Linked DNA regions of Anser cygnoides: region 2 is linked to region 1. A link is a contact called in public Hi-C data. All regions are on one chromosome and are shown on one strand. Each heading gives the region's core, a stretch centred on a gene start, on an enhancer-like site or on the middle of the called end of the contact. The rest is flanking DNA. Distances are from core to core; before and after follow the strand shown.

Evidence for each region. Hi-C and Micro-C count contacts between places; a contact is called where the count stands out from the background.
Region 2: a contact with region 1 is called in a Hi-C map of liver, with 2.4 times the contacts expected there. The contact joins two enhancer-like sites. A contact is called at or near these places in 2 of 7 Hi-C or Micro-C datasets (both in liver).

Annotation. Positions count from the first base shown.
Region 1 is chr17:12,715,588-12,720,285 of Taihu_goose_T2T_genome, forward strand. The region is part of intron 14 of LOC106031380 (a long non-coding RNA gene); the gene reads right to left. Among named protein-coding and RNA genes, the nearest start is that of TBX3, 77 kb to the left of the region's middle. Within about 2 kb of position 1,689, at least 1 of the 3 cell types and tissues checked has open chromatin away from gene starts, as enhancers often do. A contact at or near this core is called in liver, where this site is marked.
Region 2 is chr17:12,787,584-12,791,946 of Taihu_goose_T2T_genome, forward strand. The region is part of intron 12 of LOC106031380 (a long non-coding RNA gene); the gene reads right to left. Among named protein-coding and RNA genes, the nearest start is that of TBX3, 150 kb to the left of the region's middle. Within about 2 kb of position 2,073, at least 2 of the 3 cell types and tissues checked have open chromatin away from gene starts, as enhancers often do. A contact at or near this core is called in liver, where this site is marked.

The sequences.
Region 1 (4,698 bases), core at 439-2,938:
GAAGATCGGGTACTATCATCCACACACTCTTCTCCCACACACTAATTGAAATGGTGATTGACGCCCTGGTAGAATAAAATACCAGTGCCCAGTGATGGATGGCCAGGGCGGAGGACAGGGTCAAGACACAGGACTTGCAGCTATAACTGTCTTCCTCCCCATATGGGATGGTCCCAGTTTCACCTAACACTCCCTCTGGAATGCTAGAACACAGAGTCTCTGAATAATTTAGGCTGGAAGGGACCTCTGGAGGTCATCTGTCCATCTGGACATACTTTAGTGCGGCAGATCTGAGCGGACAGAAGAGCCTTTCTTTTCGTGACTCCCTCAATGCTACAGCTTCACCAAAGGCATGTAACCATGGTACAAACTGGTCCAGAAATTGCATCGGAAATCTGCACAACCCAAACATGTCAAATACAGAGATTGTCCTTAGAGACATGCTAGTCTCAATAATATCCTGACATAAATCATGTGGGTTTCCAACAGAAATCTGTCTCATTATCCGTCAGCTCATTCTTCCAGCTTCTCAGCTGTCCACTGCTGGACAAGTCTGGTTTTTAGGTTCCCAGATCCTAGCAGGCTTTATGGCTGTAAGAAAGGTAGATTGCTCTTCCACCAGAGCATCCTGGGTCCCCAAGGTAAGTCCAGAGCAGTAGTTGCAGAGAACTTCAAAGTTTAAATTAATTCCTAGAGCTCTGCAATGGCCCAGTTTCTTCCACAATGAACTGTCTGGACTCAAGACAACTTTGGGGGATATATATATACAATTGTGGGGAGCATCTGAAGAAGTTCAAAATATTACTTTATTTCAGCAACAACAACAAAAAATAAAGAAAAATCAAAAGGAAGAATCCAGTTTGTGTGTATACAGATGTTTGGTAATCATTCCAAATTTCAAGTAAAATATTTGATATAATGTTGTCATGCCCTTTCCACTGGTGAGTAAATACTGCCCAGCACCATGGCCGCTGTCTCACTAAACTTCCTGGCAGCTGCTACACAGAGTTCAGAATTTGCACTTTGCACATACCATCTATTAGTGTCCAACTAGGGTGCAAAAGATTTTCCTAGAAAAGCTATTTTGTCCACTTCAGCTATTCAGAATGAGGTTCAAAGAATATTTTTGTCATTGCCCTGGTCACGCAGTTAGAGCAGAGATCTTCCCAAGTTTTGGAAATAGAAACCACTTAGGTCAAATTTCTACTCTTCTTCAGAGGTCAATGTCTCACTAAATGCAAACACGTTCAGAAAGAAGTTAGCTTTTACTCTGAGCTACAGGGAAAAACATGGAGTGTGTAAGAATCTGTTGTTGCTGTTGGGAAAGTAACTACTATGGCTCAAGGGTAGGAAAATGAACAAGCTGCTTTTCTATGAATATTCTCATTTTCTACCAATATAACATCAAAAAGTTAAATATTCTTGAAATGTTAAATTTTGCAAATTTTCTTCTTTTCCACTCATCCCCAAGATATTCAGTACAAACCAAGAAAATACCACTGAAATGATCTGAGGGGAACCAAAGGCCTTCCATCTTCCAGCACATACAAATTCCACACTCCCTCCCTTCCTGATAGTTTCACAAATATCTGGAGGTGTGTCCAACCCTGGAGGTTTTGAAGGGGTTCCAAGAGGCACAGCGTAACATACTGAGTATCCCTGGGCCTTGATCAACTGCTTTGCTGCCCAGCAGAGAAATTATTGCAGGTCATTTGTGGTTTTCTGTTCTGTCTTGCACTATTGTGTCCATTCTGCCCATTTATCACAGTGCTTACAGCTGGACGATGGGTGGGAGGCAGATTGGGACACTGAGAAGGCTTCCTTCTGCAGACTTGAGTTCTTTGTGTGAGATACCACTACCACCAACAATAAAAAAACATCAAACAAACCAACCAACCAACAAACAACCCCTCCAGACCCATAGGGTTTGATGATATCCCAAGCCCTGGTGCCTATCCAAGATGTAGACCACGGTCATGTTTTTCTTGTGACGGGTGAATGCAATCAATCTTGATGTTGTGAACATTATAATCTGCATTACAATGTGAAGTTTTATTGTTATTTTTTCCACAACTGAAGCCAGGAAGAAAGAGAAGCTGGGCTGAAGGAGCAAGGCCGTGTTTAAACTTCAGCAATTTGTTAAGAAAGCTGAGCAACTGAACTGAGAGATCTTTTGCCTTGCCAGTGCTTTTAGTTTCTTTTTCAAACCCTCACAGTCCTTGAAATTCCTCCCTTTGATAAGAAACTTTCACAAATGCAGAAGAACAGAACAAAAAATGTGGATTAGAGGGATGAGAGCTGTACTAAACACCACTTTCAAAAAAAAGTGCGAACACAGAGAAATCAAAGAACTGAACTCAACCAACAGATCAGGAATGATGTTCCATGTTCTATACTACACCCAGTTACGGCAGGATTGGAACAAATCTAATCTTTTCACTTTTAAAGTTTTGATCAGGATCCAAAGTATGTGTCTCCTTGAGCTCAGCCCTGCCATATTCCACCAAAACACTGAATTCAATCTATTCCAATTTATGTTTCGAGTACGTAAATCTGCATTTTAGACACAAAGTTAGAAAATGATCTCATATGCATAAATATATTCCCTACTCATGAAACCATTTTACTAATTTACTAGTTTAGCCCGTCAGGTACTGCATATGACCTTCACAGCTTCAAATGGTGCAGCAACGAATGCACGCGTAGCAGAAATTCAGTCAACAATGAAGCTAGGATCTCAAAGATTTTTGGATTAAAGCTTACTCACAGATTGCTTCTGGACAGGAATCCTGTATATTACAATTTAGACCAGACTTAGAGAACTGTCAGGGAAGCCAATCTCATTCCAGTGCTTATAGATAAAAGTTTTCCCTAATACCTTGAAAATTAGGCCTTTTAGTTCTTGTCTATTGCCAGACTTGGAAAATGAATGACTGCTCTCTATAACACCTCTTAGAAGTTGGCAAGCCTTCACAGTGCGCAGTGGAACCCAGGAATTTCCAAGTTCAGTGAGAACCAAAAGCCGTGTAGTTCCAGTTAAGAGTATTGGACATCAGCCTGCTATCTTCATTCTGTTTGGCAGGACCACACATACATGGGATTTAAATATTTATTTTCACTTTTTGGCCATCTAACGTCAAACATAACTGCCACGTGTAGTAGTTAACAACTGTGTTGTAAGATATGAGCAAAACCATTCAAAACGGGGTTTTAGATTTAACCCACATACACCACTGATCACTGCAAGTCACAAATTATGTCATTTCAGCAACATAGCTACTGCCAGCAGAAGGATTAGCACCATCAGTTATAACGAGCCACTTCATTTTCAAGTAAAATTTAGAAATTTACAGTGCCTGGAACTGCAATGATTAAATGGAGAACAGAGTAGAATAAACCGGATATGGATCACTTCTAATTTTCCACTTACATCCAGTAACCCATCATAAACTATCCAAAGTCCTTTGGTCTTCATTTCTCTCACACCAGAATATTTAAACAAAAAAAGATGCTCCGTCATTGAAGTTATAGTAGTGGAAAACCAACGAGAGATAAGAAGCTGGCCACAAATTCCCAGCCTTAGATGTCCTGTTTCCAATTCTGTCTACGTTGGGGAGAATTAAGAGAAATGCCTATGAAGTGACACAAAACTGAAAAATTAAACCAGACCTACAAAACATGAATCTATGACTTTTTCTGATTTAGACAGCCCATACTCACATATCCAGTTTCACAAAATTCATTAACCCTATTCCCATGAGTAAAGACTGGTCACATATCTACAGACCAAGACCTCAGACAGGGAACACGGCTGCTTTAAAACGGTTGAAACAGTAATTATCTTTACAGAGCAAAGATCTAAAGAGGAGTATCGATTTTGATGACTTTTTTTCATGAAAATGTCAGAATGTTTGTTACATTTCCGTATTATATACCACAATAAAGAAGTTCAAGCAACTAATCCCACAGAAAAAGTGTTCTGGTAACGTTAAATCCATTTTTAAAATTGGTCTGCAGGACACAGTAAGTTTAGCATTTCGTTCCAACTAGGAACAATCCCTTCCTCCCTCCCAAACTACAGAATCTGAGGGAGTAGAAACTCCTCTCCGGTATCTTCTGTACTATGTACGGTTACAAGGAGGTCTTTCACATGATTTTCTAAGGTTTCCTTTGCTGATCAGGCCATTTAAGCAACTACAATTCTACTGCCTCTACTTTTCTTTTTCAATTCCATACAGAATGGAAGTCAGCAATCCAGCTTTCATGCCCTTCCTTGAAAAGCTCTTCTTTACCTTTACTTACTACACTGTTTAAATTTTACTTGCACCAAGTTTATTACTTACATCATAGCTCGGGTCAGTTTTAATCCAAATTCACCTACCATAAGTCATGACCTCCCCAAAACAGGCCAATCCACCTGGAAAAATTAATGCTTCTCTCTTTCTTTCCACATTAAAGCAATGAAATAAAATAATCAGATGCTGGAATGTGTCTTGGCATGAACAACAAACACAGGCAGCTAGCTTTATTAGCTGTTTCTCTGGAAGAAAGCTCCAAAGGCCCTACACATATTTACTAATATGCACTGTGAATGACCTCAGATCTTCCAGGCCAGGCCAGGGCAAAAGCTCCTTTAAACATCTTTATAACTCGCTTTATACTTTACTTCATTACTAGCAGGGAAGGACGGAAAAATCT
Region 2 (4,363 bases), core at 823-3,322, 72 kb after region 1:
GCAATCTACTTAAGATCTTCTGCTTAGGGATGGGATGTAAAATAGGGGTGATATTCCAAATAACTTTGCAAGGAGAAGCATCTCTAAGATGCCAGTCATTCCAGAAGCAGGATTTTCAGGTGCCATGACCACACCATGGGCACTGGGGAAAGGGATTCCCTCTTGCAAACCTGAGGAAAGACTTGTTCTTTCCAATGAGAAACTAAACGGCACAGTAAGGCCTAAAGACTTTTTGAGCTTTTTTCTGGCTCCATCACAGCTTGGCCTTCTGTGAAGGGATAAGGTCTGAACCCTCAACAGATCCAAGGTATGTCTGTAAGGGCAAAAAGCTCAAGACAAAGTGCCTCAGCTCAATACGTATCACATGGGTAGTACACACACCCCCGTACACCACCATGCCCATTTCAAACCCACAGAAACACAGAAGCAAACACACATGCCATGTGCTATTTTGAAAAACAGGAGTCTGGAAGCAGGATGGATAACGCCAGAAAACAGCACTTGGCTTGGAGTACCATCCCTGCTGCTGTTCACGGGAACCTGCTGCCCACGTACATTCACCAGATGACACCCACCACAGCACATGCAGAGGCCTTACCACAAACTCACACAGGCATGCACATTTACGCATACACCCCCAAAGACACATCCTCTTTTCCCTGGTGCCCCATCTTTGCTCTGCAGACCAGGCAGTCCCTTGCTAAGTGCTCCACGCCAACTGCCCCAGCTGCCGTTTGCTGGTTTCACACCCTCTGGCTTCCCACCCCTGCCCTCTGCTGCACCTACTTGTGTGGCTGCTCACGTCTCGTGGCTCAGAGCCTGGTGTGGTGCAAATATTTGCATGCTCTCTGGGAGGAACACAGTGCACTGGCCTCCAGGGGCAGGCTGTCTGCATATTTATTCTGGAATAGCAAACAACGCAGAGAGCAAAGAAGAGAAAAAGCCAGATAAGATAAAAGCGTGTTACCAGGTCTAACATAAAATCAACAAAGACCACAGAGAAAAGTTATCTGCAAAGCCCAGTAAACCCAGCAGCAACTGATTCTAACAGAGGAGCCCCTTTACAGGTTGGATCACTCAAAGGCTGGGGATACAGAGCTCTTTGTCTGTTGGAGTGCCCAGTATCAGGTCTTTGTAAATCACTGTGTCTTGTGACAATTTACATAAAAAAATCTTTTTTGGTCTCTGTCCTGCTCATGCTATGAACCTGCAAATAGCACCTTCATAATAACAGAGCTGAAATAAAAGACTTTCACACATATTATTAGATACGATTGCTCCAGAGCAAGCCGTAGCCTAACATCTGACTGAAGAGTGCTGTGAAACACTGCAGCAGTTCATTTCCAGTATGATGTGGGACAGGATATTTCTTCTAGAAGATAGATTCACCCAGCTGGAGGGTTTCCTCTGTCATTTAAAAAATATCCACAGTTGATGAAGTTTTAATTCATGTATGTGATTAATTTATAAAGTGAAACAAAGTGTAGTTGTTATACAAACTGCGCAGTGATGAATCCACAGGGAAAAAATAGAAGGGAGGTACTAGGAGAACCACATGTGAAAACCATATGGAAGGGTGTTCCACCAGCTTGGAACCAGATGGAAGAAAACATTGTCCCTGGACACTGTACAGAGTCCTACTGATAACACATGATAAATCATTCACTGAGTGTAAGCAGGAGAGTGAACATCACCACATACCAAGCTGCGCGGGGACAACAGGACCACAGGCTAGAGGACATTAGATAAAAGGACAGCATTAAATGCTCAGATGTTACCCCTTGGGTAGATCCAATCTCTGCTATTATCAGCAGGGACAACCAGAATAGCTGTAGAAAGAAAAAGCACAGCAGCACGCTTTGAATGCACTAAAAAACCCACAACACAGCTGGGTTTGCAATAATTGGAAGTTGAACATGAATGTTGTAGAATTGGGTTGATATTCACCCCTATAAAGAGGACGTGAACTTAGCCCTGTACCAACTTCGCTGTATGACCTTTGGCAAGTCATTTAAGGACCTCTGAATTCAAAGGGCATCCTTCCATTCGCTCCAAAGCACTGCTCACCAGCTGCTTTCCAAGCCATGCTTCAATTCCCAGGGGAGGGAAAATCCTTTCCCCTACACTCCTGCCCATTTGAATTGAGGTTTCTCTGGGACGTTGTCTCTCTTCCCAGGAAGGACAACTGCTCCCAGCACAAGAGGACTCCAGGTTTGACTGGGTCAGATGAGAGGACAGCAAAAGACACATAAGTGACACTCAGAGGTATGTTAGACAGATAATGTGCCTAATATTCAGTAATTTATTTAGTGTCGTGAGTATCAAAAAGCACAGACTTCTGCAGTGGTTCTGCTTGAGCTCAGCGGGCCATTACATTGATGTGGAGTTGCAGATTTCAGACTGACAACTAGTTAAAGCTTTACATCCAGCTCAACTTCCAAATTCTGTTTATGGCCTGGAAGGTCACTCCCGGCCATGACTCCTCTTCTCTCACCAGTCTTTCCATTTCTGTTTCACAGGGAATTTTCCTATCGCGGGGGAGGGAGCCCCATGATAAATATGACTACTTCATGCTCTCAGTAGCTGCCATGTGCACAATTATCTGTATAAGCACCAAATGACTTCTTGCCCTAAGATGGGCCTGAAATCTCTCTTACAAATGCAGTTTCTGTTTTGTTTTGTTTTTTAACGGTACAAGCCTGTGCAACAGACCCAAGAGCAGGACGGGTCATTGTGCACGGAGACAGGCAGACAAGGGAGCTGACCAAAACACATGTAGTATGCGGGACCACCAAAGATGACCCTAAATTAGACCACCCAGTCACTTTGTTGGCTCTATTTTGAGGAGCCAGGATCTCAGAGCAGAAAGCAGTGTCCTCACCCGGGTTCCTTGGCCTGCGTTTTAGACCATCGCGTATCTCCAGTGACTTCCTGCTACTGACCTCTTATAATAAATCATCCTAGCCAGCCTCCCTCCCTCCTGGCAACATCCTGTTCCTTCCTAAAAAAATACCCTCCCACTCACAATTCCAAGGTTCGATATCAATCTTAAATAAATGCCTCTCCGGACTCAGCTGCATTCCCTAAGCCACCTTATCTCCTGCCTCTCTAGAATGGCTGCAGATTTAAGATGCATACACAGAAGCCTTTTGTGCTTTTTGCATTTCAATTCTACCCTAGTGTCTTCTTTCCTTTCCCCATTTTTTCTTACAGAAAAGAAAGTTATGTTCAGGAGAATGTAAACTGCAATATAAGTGTGTGCTTATTTTTACTTCTGAAAGGGAAAAAAACGAAAGCCCAAAAAAGAGACTGAGCTGGAGTTTTTTTATACAAAATACAGTGAGAAGAGACCCTGCAGGAGAGGTTCTGTTGCATCGTCTCCCTTGCCCTGGCTTCCCTCACTTCATGGCTTGGGTGGAAGAAAACTCTTGTCAATATATATCTAGCTATCAGAGTACCTTCTTCAGCATCCAGAAGCAGGGGACCAGCTGTGTCCATCACCTGTCCACTTCCCAGTCAAGGCCTGGCTTGAACTAGGCTTTGCCAACCACAGTGATGACTGGTTCATGTTGGACTGCATTTGATTTTCACTCAGGAACTTTTTCCCCATATTCTTCGTTATTTCATCACTTCCATAACCCTTTTTGTTAATATATTTCCCTCCACCCCCAAAACCTTATGCCTAATGCTCTTCAGGTTACAATCCTTCCAAATGGAAATGACTCAAAAGCAATGACATTTGTCTGCTTACATTTCACATCTGTATCAGTATCTGTGGGATACTGGTGCTTACCTGCTCACCTGCTTCTTTTTACCTTCCTTTGCTCTTCCCTCATCCTTCCTTGCCTTTACAAACTACCAAAATGCTTGTGATCAGCTAACCAACTCCCTGGACTCCATTTCAATCTTTTTCTCACTTGAGAAGAATTCCTTGGGTCTCCCCAGACTTGTATCTCTCTCTCTCTCTTTTTAAAATGTAAGAGTAATTGACTAATTCATTAGCAGTTCACTTGATTACTGAGCCAGTGATCATCTATAAGAAAAGCAGCGATGAGCTAGCAGGCTTCCTAGTTAGAGGAAAAAGCTGGAGAAGAAGCAAAGAAAATGGGTTTTTAGTCAGAAAAACAAAAGGGGGTGAATAAGATGGCATGGCAGCCTCCTAAAATGCCCTCAGAGCTTATAAAGTAATCTTATTCCAGCACACACATCCCTCGGATGCCCTCCTTCTCCTTATCATCCAACTCACTCAACCATGTCACTGACATATGTACTTAGCAGCAGTTATCGTCAGTGGCACATAAATAAATGGCAGGTATCAAAGAATCAAGGTCGTCAACTCATCATGAATATTTCAGAGAGAAGC